Regions from separate parts of the Xenopus tropicalis genome. Here region 2 is linked to region 1. Evidence: chromatin contacts called from public Hi-C data. All regions are on one chromosome and are shown on one strand. Each heading gives the region's core, a stretch centred on a gene start, on an enhancer-like site or on the middle of the called end of the contact. The rest is flanking DNA. Distances are from core to core; before and after follow the strand shown.

What was found. Hi-C and Micro-C count contacts between places; a contact is called where the count stands out from the background.
Region 2: a contact with region 1 is called in a Hi-C map of neurula embryo, with 2.0 times the contacts expected there. The contact joins the promoter of commd1 here to the promoter of otx1 in region 1. A contact is called at or near these places in 2 of 5 Hi-C or Micro-C datasets (brain and neurula embryo).

Annotation. Positions count from the first base shown.
Region 1 is chr5:32,914,462-32,919,790 of UCB_Xtro_10.0, reverse strand. It overlaps otx1 (orthodenticle homeobox 1), which reads left to right and starts at 2,534. Exons shown (of 3, transcript NM_203885.1): 1 at 2,534-2,740; 2 at 4,644-4,795. The coding sequence starts at 2,644.
Region 2 is chr5:33,437,335-33,442,432 of UCB_Xtro_10.0, reverse strand. commd1 (copper metabolism domain containing 1) reads left to right here and starts at 1,801. Exons shown (of 3, transcript NM_001122721.1): 1 at 1,801-1,994. The coding sequence starts at 1,821.

The DNA.
Region 1 (5,329 bases), core at 1,285-3,784:
ATCGCCATAAAAACGTTCCCTTTCTACCCCGACACCTTCTTGCTATGGGCATAGGGGCAAAAGAGCTGGAAAAGTTATCAGCATCACATGATTTCTGTTATTAATATTAGTATCATTATAAATTGGATAGGAAGAGCAGCAGAGAGTTTGCGCCTGGGATTTGTTTGGTTAATTCTTATCTATGTACTAATAACAAACACTCTCCGCTTTACTCTGTGTCACTGCTCTTCCCTCCGCTCAGAGCCAGGAGCCTGGGCTTGTTCTCTGCAAGGCAAAGGGGCGTGAGTTAGAAAACTCTTCGTCTGCCTTGTTATTGGCTACGAAGCGTGTCGGTCTTTCAATGCTCAGCGCCGGATTGGCCGGGGAGTTCGCTTACGTAGCCGCCCATCGCTCACTTACAAGGGGTAGGGCCAGAGAAGGGTGATCAATCTTCATCAGTTCTCATTTCCAATCAGCTAAAGCGCCCGGCGCGACAGTGCGACTCTTCCGACAGGTAAATCACTTGATTTATCCCCATTTCCCTGGGCTGGGCTCCCGTTGCACTCAAATCCTCACCCTTTACTCTGCCCTTTTGGCACCAGAACTTCACTTAGTTTGGCATCTGGGTGGGAGCGCAACCTGCGCCGCCAGTGAGCCTTTCCCTACAGCTCCCAGCAGCCCCTTTCCCTACAGCTCCCAGCAGCCCCTTTCCCTACAGCTCCCAGCAGCCCCTTTCCCTACAGCTCCCAGCAGCCCCTCTCCCTACAGCTCCCAGCAGCCCCTCTCCCTACAGCTCCCAGCAGCCCCTTTCCCTACAGCTCCCAGCAGCCCCTCTCCCTACAGCTCCCAGCAGCCCCTTTCCCTGCTTAGAGTTTTACTGCAATGGAGAATTTGACTGATTCTGTAAGTGCCTCTGAGAAGGATTTTATCTAATCAATCCCAGGTTGTGACTGGTTGTGGGCCAGGGAGTGTATAAAGGCAGGCGGCCTGGCAGCTCCCACTCTTGCCTTTGCCTGAGCTGAGCGTTGGGCTGAGGCCTGACTCTCCCCCTAAATTGTATCAGATCGTGGGATGTGCAGTTTGCTGTGCGGATCGTTCTCTCTTCCCCCTGCAAAGTTTGTTTGTTTTCCGTCTCCTCCTCCTTCCCGGGATTATACAACTGCACCTCAGCGCTGCCAGAACCCATCCCCATGGGCCGAACCCAACCCTGCTGGCACCAGCCTGACAGGCACTGCCGAACTCTGCCCTCCACTTGCTTGTCCTGTGGCTCCCCCCCGGCCAGTCCTGTGGCTCCCCCCCGGCCAGTCCTGTGGCTCCCCCCCGGCCAGTCCTGTGGCTCCCCCCCGGCCAGTCCTGTGGCTCCCCCCCGGCCAGTCCTGTGGCTCCCCCCCGGCCAGTCCTGTGGCTCCCCCCCGGCCAACCTCACAGGGATGTACAGAGGCAGCGGCCAGGTGACTGGGCGCAAAGTGGCGCACTCTATCCTACTTGGGTTCCACTCAATTCTCTAAACTTATTTCTGGTCCCATTCCTGTGTGTTATTAGCGGGTTGCGACTTGTCTCCCTGTTTGTGTCACTTATGGCTTTAATTCAAATAGAAGTTTGTGTGTCAGTATATAAACGTGTGTGTATTACACTCCTCTTGCCCCGGCACACATTAAGTTGTACAATATACCTGGGAAAGCGTTATTGTAGTGACCCCCCAGCCGCCTCCTAGTTACCCCCATTCTGGGGCTGCCCGGCCGCACAGTGCAAGTAAGTTATGTTAATGAGGTATTTGTACAGGGATCTCCATTAATTAGCGCTAACTGGGGGGGGGGATTGTAGATTGGCCAGCTTGTGCAGAAAGAAACTTCATTAGCCTATCAATAGATCCCATCTGCAAAAAAATAAAGTTTGCTTACAAAACAAATTAGGCCGCCTTAAATCTCATAAAATTGCGCATATGTATAATGAGTCGCTGCAATCAGCACTGGGAATTGATCAGTTTGGCAGCTCACACCTTTGTGTGCTTCTTTTTTCCTGCGATTCTGCATCTGACTGAATAGAACTGCGCACAGTGAGCACAAGTAGGCCTTGCTGTTAGTCAGTCTGATAATTATAATGAATAATATCCCATCCGATCGGTATTATTTCTTTTGTCTGAAAACTCCTTTTACAGCAGCACCTATGGTTTAGTCTGTTGTCCCGCCGCTTTCTGCGATTTTATATAAAGGCGATTGTTAGAGGTGAATGTCCATCAAGGTATATGCCGAGAATAAGCCGAAGAGCCAAACTACAGAGATCCATTGGGTGCACGGGTTTCTGTTTGTGTGCCTGTTCTCTCTGCAGCTCTGCGCTATGTGCGATTTATTAACTTTTAACTAATAAAGCGCAATATTCACTTTAATCTGAGGTACAGTGAGAAATAAAAGGAGTTGTAAATTGTGCAGCTTTCGGGGCGCTGAGCGATTTTTACTGAATTATTTATACTTACTGTATTCATCGTGTAAATGTATTAACCAAAAGGAAATCGTCTGATTTATCTCCTGTTTTAGTTACTGCAGAACCCGGCAGAGTCTCCTGGTGCGGGGAAGGAAAGAGAGAACCCGATTGTGTCTCCCGTCGGGGGATTGGGAAGGAGTTGCCTTTGTGGATACTTTGGGGGGTTTCTGTCCAGCCTTGAGCATGATGTCATACCTCAAACAGCCCCCCTATGGCATGAATGGCTTGGGGCTAACGGGGCCTGCTATGGACTTATTGCATCCGTCTGTGGGATACCCAGGTAAGCCCCCAAAAATCGACAGACAACAATATGTAACTGGCTAAAAGTCGCATATTTTGTTACCGACTGTATATTAGTTACAACTGTATTAATTGTTAGACTGTATATTTGTTACAGGCTTTATCTGGCATATTGTAACAAATGTGGAAATATGGCTAGTAAGAGTTGCAGATATTTAGTAGCAGCTGTTTGTATTGGCACAGTAAATAATGAGGATCGGGGTACTTGGGGAGGCAGGTACGGGTCTGGTTGTGGGCAAGAAGTGTATAGAAGGGCGATGTGTTTATTGAAGAGACACAACCCTGTACCCGGGATTTCCCCACAGTGCAATGCTAATTCCATAGAGCCACCAGGGCCCAGTGCTAATTAAAGGCCGCGGAAGAGTCACTTAATTTTGGCTAAAGCTTTGGCTTCCAGGCAATTGTAAGAGGATCAGAAGTCAGTGGCCACACAAGGAAAGGCCTGGGGGTGCTCCTCGGGAAACTGCACTTTCTGATGTGATTGGGGAGGTCTCAGTCGCATAACAAACACCCAAACCTTTCCTTTATCGCACAATCCTGTTTAAACGTTTTCTGCCCATATGTGCTGGGAATCCTGTGCCAGTGAGTGGTTGCGGGCTGCAGTTGCACTACAGACTTCCAGCTGTATGGCAGGAATATTCCCTGTAGGTTCGCCCAGAAGTGCAGCGCAAATTCTATTCGATTTTATAAAATATAATATTTTATACATATATGTATAAACATTTATAACAATTAGTGGTGCAAGGAAACCTCGTATTTATTTGTTCGGCACCCAGAGAATGGGGGGGGACTAACTTTCACACATGCGTTTTGCTCTGGCTCCGCAAAAATACAATTACAAATTTTAAATACACAATTTCTATAACTGTGTGAATATAATCCATTAGGGAATGGGAACATTGAAGCTACATTCTCAGTCACATAGTGGGGAATTGACCCCCTCCAATTCTCTTGCTCCTTATATCAGATCCAATTAGGAATTTATTTTTGACAGAGTATTTCTAAATTTAAACGGGGTACAAACCAAAAATATTTTGCCTTATGGGAAAGAAACAAATACCCACGAAACTTTCCGAAATTAATTCGTTAAAAAGTCGCATTGGTTTCTTTTCCTCTTTTTTTGTTTTTTTTGTTTTGTTTTGTTTTATAATTATTATTTGGAAATGTAATTGCCATTGAAAGTAGTTTTGCTGGTGTCTCTTGAAACAATGTAGCACAATGTGCGTGTTTCTACACAGGTGTGTTACCAGTTGGCTGGTGTTAACATTGTTTCAAAAGTCAGAACCACCGGGAAGGGAATAGAAGAGAGAAATAGTAATTGCTTTAATTAGGAAATCTGAAGAGTTTCAATGTTTACTGGAATGTTGATTTAGAATTGCCATTTCTTTTTAATTAGGAAAAATGTATTTTATGAGTTGCATCCTCCTTTAACCTTGATAGCCTGTGTAAATATAAAGGCAAAACAATCCTTCCTCACCCCCCAGCCATGTATGTATGTGAGTGGATGAAATAACCAGTAATCTAATACAGGCACATGGGGTAATGCAATACACACACTGGCATTACAATACACACACACACTGGCATTACAATACACACAGTAATATTTTACACACGCACACACGGGGTATTATTACAATGCATACAGGAATATTCCATATATAAGAGAAAACAAATCTTTGCTTGGTGTTGGTGCAACCTGAGCTGCCAGGTATGAAGGGAAACAGCATTTTAAGATCACCCCCCAAATAACATTTAGTATGGCTCAGTGTGTCAGGGTCCCAAGAAAATGGTGTTAGTGGTGGCGGCTGGGGCTGTTATACAGGGTGACAGTGGGTACAATTGCTATTGGCCAATGACTGACCGTGTCGCTGTCCCCCCAGCAACTCCGCGGAAGCAGCGCAGAGAGCGCACCACCTTTACCCGCTCGCAGCTGGATGTGCTGGAGGCCCTGTTCGCCAAGACTCGCTACCCGGACATATTCATGCGCGAAGAAGTCGCACTAAAGATCAACCTGCCGGAATCTAGAGTCCAGGTATGGGGCCAACTTCTGAACTGCGCCTTATCTCTGCTAGTCCCTAGTCTCCCATCATACACGGCTTTCTACTGCTCAGCACCCAGGGGCAGTTTAGTGGCTTTATAGGGACTGGGTGACAATGATAAAGAAGGAAAGGGCCTTGGGACATGGCACCCAACAGGCAGCAATCGTGTTACACGGATTGGTTAGTCCAAGGTGCGCAAAATCGCCTGCGTTCATTCCTACCAGTCAGTGTTAATCCGGCCACTAGGGGCGCTGTTACCATTTAGAGCCTGAGGAGAGTGAGTGCGAGAAGCAGGTACTTCTCAATAAAAACACAGATACTCCGTGTTGCTTAATGCTAATGAAACCTATTTAGTCAGTTACTGCTGCCTTTCATTGGGTTGCCATAATATATTACGGATACTTTTTGGGATTGTGCTGAGCCGATAAAGTACAATACTGGGTGTAATATTATTCTGCCCCAAAGCCGGGCAGGGCTCCCCGCTGCACATTTCATTCCTGTAGTTGCGGCCCCAATAGCAAACTAAC
Region 2 (5,098 bases), core at 552-3,051, 520 kb before region 1:
CTTTTCAACAAATTTACAACAAGCACTTGTTTCATTTTAGTATCACTATATAAAGCTAGATGATTGTCAGATGCATAGTAAGCAAGCAGGGAGATCCGCTTATTATGTGCATGTACGCCAACCAACATGGCCATCCGCACCAGGAGCTCCCTTCTGGAGTCTTTTTTTAAAGAAACAATTGTTTCACACAACTGGAGTGCAGGCTCTATTAGGCACCTTTTAAATAAATTATTTTGCACCCATTGAGGTTCCACACCACTGGAGGTAGAAGACAGAATCAAACATGTGAGTCAAAATATACAATAGGGCATTTATGATAAATTTCTTTGTTATCTCTTTATAATCACTGTAATGATCCAAATGATATTGAACTGCCTGGATTCTTATATCATGTTATTGATGTTGTAAGTTTATACTCTATGGGCCAGATTCACTAAGGTACGAATCCGAATCATGAAATCCAATTATTTCTGATGATCGCAAATGTCATGAAAATTCTTTCCATTTCAATATGAAAATTTCGTACTTACGATCCAAAATTTTCGGATTGAAAGCGATAGTCAGAAAATTTTCGTATCCGAACGATCATAAATGGAGCAAAAACCTTTCTGACTTTAATCCTTCAGTGCATGATTTTGGAAGCCTCCCATAGGACTCAGTGGCACTCTGCAGCTCCAACCAAAGCTTGAATGAATCCGAAACTTTCGTACTCGTTGCGACAAATCAGATTTTGTCGTGCAAATTGTTGCAAAGTCCGAAAAAGTTGTGCAAATTAACGGAAAAAAATCACAAAAAATACGCACAGTTCTAAAACAAATTTTTTGTATTCGGACTCAATTGTACTTTGATGAATGTGCCCCTAATTGTTGCTCGGTTATATTAACTTTCCCACACATAATTCTGCAGTATTTGACGTACACGCTTTGTATCTTTCAAATAGGAGGTCCTGTTCTATTAAGTTAGAAGAACCCTTCCTTTACAGAGGTCCGGTTATTAGCCCACCAGTCATCTGGCTCCCCTAAATGTTTGGACCCTGCCAACAAGTACAATGGGGCCCTAATAAATAAATGCCAATTTACCGATATTCCCTCTAAGCAGTGTGCTAGTGCATGTGCACACAAATCTTTAACCCAGCACACACAACAAATTGTGGTATGCACAAAGATATTGTGTGAAAACACAAAATGTATTTATTCTGACCTAAGCACAGTTTCAACAACTTGCAGACAAGTTTAAAATGTGCACACAAAAGAATTTTTGTTGCAAGAATAGCCAAAACAGGAATACCGAAGCTTGAATGAATCCGAAACTTTCGTAATCGGCGCGACAAATACTATCTTGTTGGACAAATCGTCTCAAAGTGCGGAAAAGTTACGCAAATTAACGAAAATATTGCAGAAAATATGCAAAATTTATAAACTTGAGAAAAAATATGATTTTTTTGTACTTGGACCTGTTGTACTTTAATGAATGTGCCCCCCAGTTCCAGTCACTGGATCATACAGAGAGAAGTGCCTAGTGAGCAAGTACAGGGGGCCCATCACTGTGTGTCTGCCAACAAAGAATTTTATTTAATAGTTTAATAGTCAGCAATAAGGTCCACTCTGCTTCTTTATGGGATTTACGTTGCAAACACTGATTAAGTCCGAGTATGGATAATGGAACGTACTTTATAACAGAAACCTTCTACCCAATACGTATGAACCCATAGAAGCGCGGAATTGAATAGACTGGCCAATCAGGACATCCGCAACATCACGTGATAAGAATGCCAAAGTCACATGACCGCCAGCTGCAGAACTGCGGGGTAGGAACTGGCAATGGCAGAGGCAGAAGGCGCAAAGAGTCTGACAGGGCTGCTCAATGGCATCGCTCAGAGTAGTTACTATGGTAACACAGAGATCACGGAGGAGTTGTTGAAGAGTGAGTTGTACCCGGACTTACCGGCAGATCAGTTCAGGGCCTTGCTGGAGAAAATGAGAGGTCTTGTTAAGGTAATAATGCGTTGTTCTCATTAGGCTGTACTTATGCATAGTGTAAGCTTCTAACCATGTCATCCTTGTGTTATGTGCCAAAATCTGTATGGGGTCCTTGGAACTACTGGGATTTACAGATAGGAACATTCTATACAGAGGGGGTACCATTGTGTTGGCTCAGTGTGCCGCCCCAGGGCGAAGAGTCAGTGCACTCAGTGAGGGGTGGTTAACAGATTTGCACCCCCTCCCTCTCAGTGAATATGACTAAAGGTGGCCATAGACCTTCACACCTATTCAGCAGCTTATCTGTGTGTGGGTATCCCCGACTGGCCTACCTGACCAACATCTGGCCTAAAATTGCCCGGATCTCAATTGGGCAGAATTGATTTTCCCATCGGATCAGGGGCCGCATGTTCCATATCGAGTGTCAGATGCTGACATTCTTTTGGAGCTAAGCTGCCACCCAATGTGCATGTAATACAGGCTCCTTTATTAAAGGACAAGGAAAGGCAAAGTCACTTGGGGGTGTCAAAATGTTAGGCACCCCCAAGTGACTTTAATCGCTTACTTTGTACCCCGGGCTGGTGCCCCTGTTAGGAGAAAACAGCACCATCCCGGGGTAGCTGCAGTGCTTCCTCCTTCGCTAGGGCGCGCATGCGCAGTAGAGTGAATAGTGGAACTTTAACACAAAAGTCGGCTTTTCACTCTACTGCGCACGCGCCGACCCCTGGCATTTGCCGGAAAGCGAAGCAGGAAGTGCTCGCTACAGCTACCCCGGGCTGGTGCTGTTTTGAAAAATTTGATTCTCTTAAATATGTTTTGTGTACTGCTGCTCCAAAACTGTCTGCTGCATATATGTAATTAATACATTTAATAAATATTTTAATTTATGAATGTATTATTTCTTTCTATTCATATTTTAATGCATTTAATATATTATTTAATAAAGGGGCATTTCCTAAAGGTGGCCATACACGGGCCAATTGTAGCTGCCGATATTGGTTCCTTAGACCGGTTTGGCAGCTTATCGGCCCGTGTAGGGGCAGCAACGACGGCCTGCCAACTCATACCAGATCTCTTAAAAACTGTTTTTTAAAAACCCAAATTTAAAACACAGTAAATCACCTGCTAGGGCCGGGGCCAGAATTACAACCTTACTGGCAATGTAATTAAGCCTTTCCTGACCCTCTCCGCTAAAGGATTTCTCCTTATGAGTACAGACCCGCCTATACGCTTCCCTGCCCATTCCGTGCATTTCCCACCCTGTGACATCATTGCCCCACCCCCCAATGTTACGCCCCCCCTACTCCCCTGTCCCAAAAAGGTGGCACCTCTCCTACATTTCTAGTACAAAGACAAAACATCACAAATGTGTAGGGGATGTAGCAAGGGAAAAAACAAACCAATGAGCTTTATAAATGAAAAAAAATAAGAAAACATGTATTTCTTTTTTGTAACATTTTAAAAGGTGTCCACCTACCAGGTGATATATAGCCATTATAGGCACACAGATAGTTGCTGGAACCATGTTGGACCTAAATCCATGTCTTATTTAATATTAGAAACCATGAGGTGTAAGCTCACTTGTCATGCTAGACCTCTCATTATATGTGTACTTAATACTGCAAAGCATGTCTTTTATCCCTGTTGTAGAAATATGCAATTTAGCCATGGTCCTTGCCCTTTCACAACAGATCTTTATATATTTATATATATTGAAACCCATACACAATATTTTTGAATCTTTCATTGGCCAGTATATGGAGCATACTCATCAACTGTAGGGCTGATGACCCTGGGGAGGAGCCCAAAGCAGTGAAGGGGGAGATCCACCCTTAAAGGAGAAGTGAAGAAGTAGGGTAGAAATTAGTGATGTGCGTGCTGGCCCATGGGTCAGATGGGTTCGGGCCGACCTCTGCATAACATTTTAGGGTAGTTGTCGGGTTTCAGTTGAGCTCTTCTGCTTCCCCGTGACCTTACACTGCCAGCTACCTGGTTCCTGCTCTCTTATTTATAGGCGCGCACCCTACCTGCCCCTTTTGTGACCTACCTGACCCCCACATCACTAGTCGAACTATTGCACATTATGTTTGGGGTTCTGTACTAGCCCAAGGCAATCGCAGCCCTTTAGCAGGGAAGATCTGTGCCCCCAAAGATGCCCCAGTAGCCCCCCATCTTCTTTTCTGCTGATTCCCTGCACATGCTCTGTGCTGCTGTCAGTTACTGAGCCTAGGGACCCACTCACAATATATTGTATATATAGAATATAAATTTCATAATATACAGCTGATTAGTAAAAAATATAAGTTATTCTGTATGTATGTATATCTTTATAGCGCTACTTATGTACGCAGCGCTGTTCAGTAGAAAACATTAATACAAACAGGGGGTTATTAAAATAATAATAATAGATAAATACAAAGTATAACAATAAATACCAATAAATACAATATACAGTTGCAATAAGTTAAGAGTCAAAGACACAAGAGGATGGAGGTCCCTGCCCCGTAGAGCTTATAGTCTATATGGAAGGGTAACTAACAGACACAAATAGGCAAATATAAGTGCTGTAGGTCACAGTGGGTGACACTACAATATAAGTGCTATTTCCCAGATCAGGTGCTGGGCGAGTGCTCCAAAAGGTTGTCTTTTAGTTTAGTTTTAAAAAGACTGGGGGAGGATTCTCTCCGGAGGAAATCAGGGAGGGCATTACAAATGTAAGGGGCAGCAAGGCAGAAAGGTTTAAGGCGGGAAACAGCAGTAGTAGTGGGGGGCGCAACCAAATGGTTGCTCTGCGAGGAACGAAGGAGTCGGCCAGGAACGTACGGAGACACAAGGGAAGAGATGTAGTGAGGAGCAGAGGAATGGAGGGCTTTGAAGGTTAAGAGAAGGAGTTTGTAAGATATTCTTTGTTTAATAGGGAGCAGGGACTTTAGCAGGGGAAGGGCCTGAACTCTCCTGGATGAGAGGAGGGGAATTCTGGCAGCAGTGTTTAATATAGACTGTAGGGGGGGGAAAGATGGGAGTTAGGGATGCCGGTTAGTAGCAGGTTACAGTAGTCAAATCGGGATAGGATGAGAGCATGCATGAGCAGCCTAGCTGTTGCAGCAGAAAAAGTGACA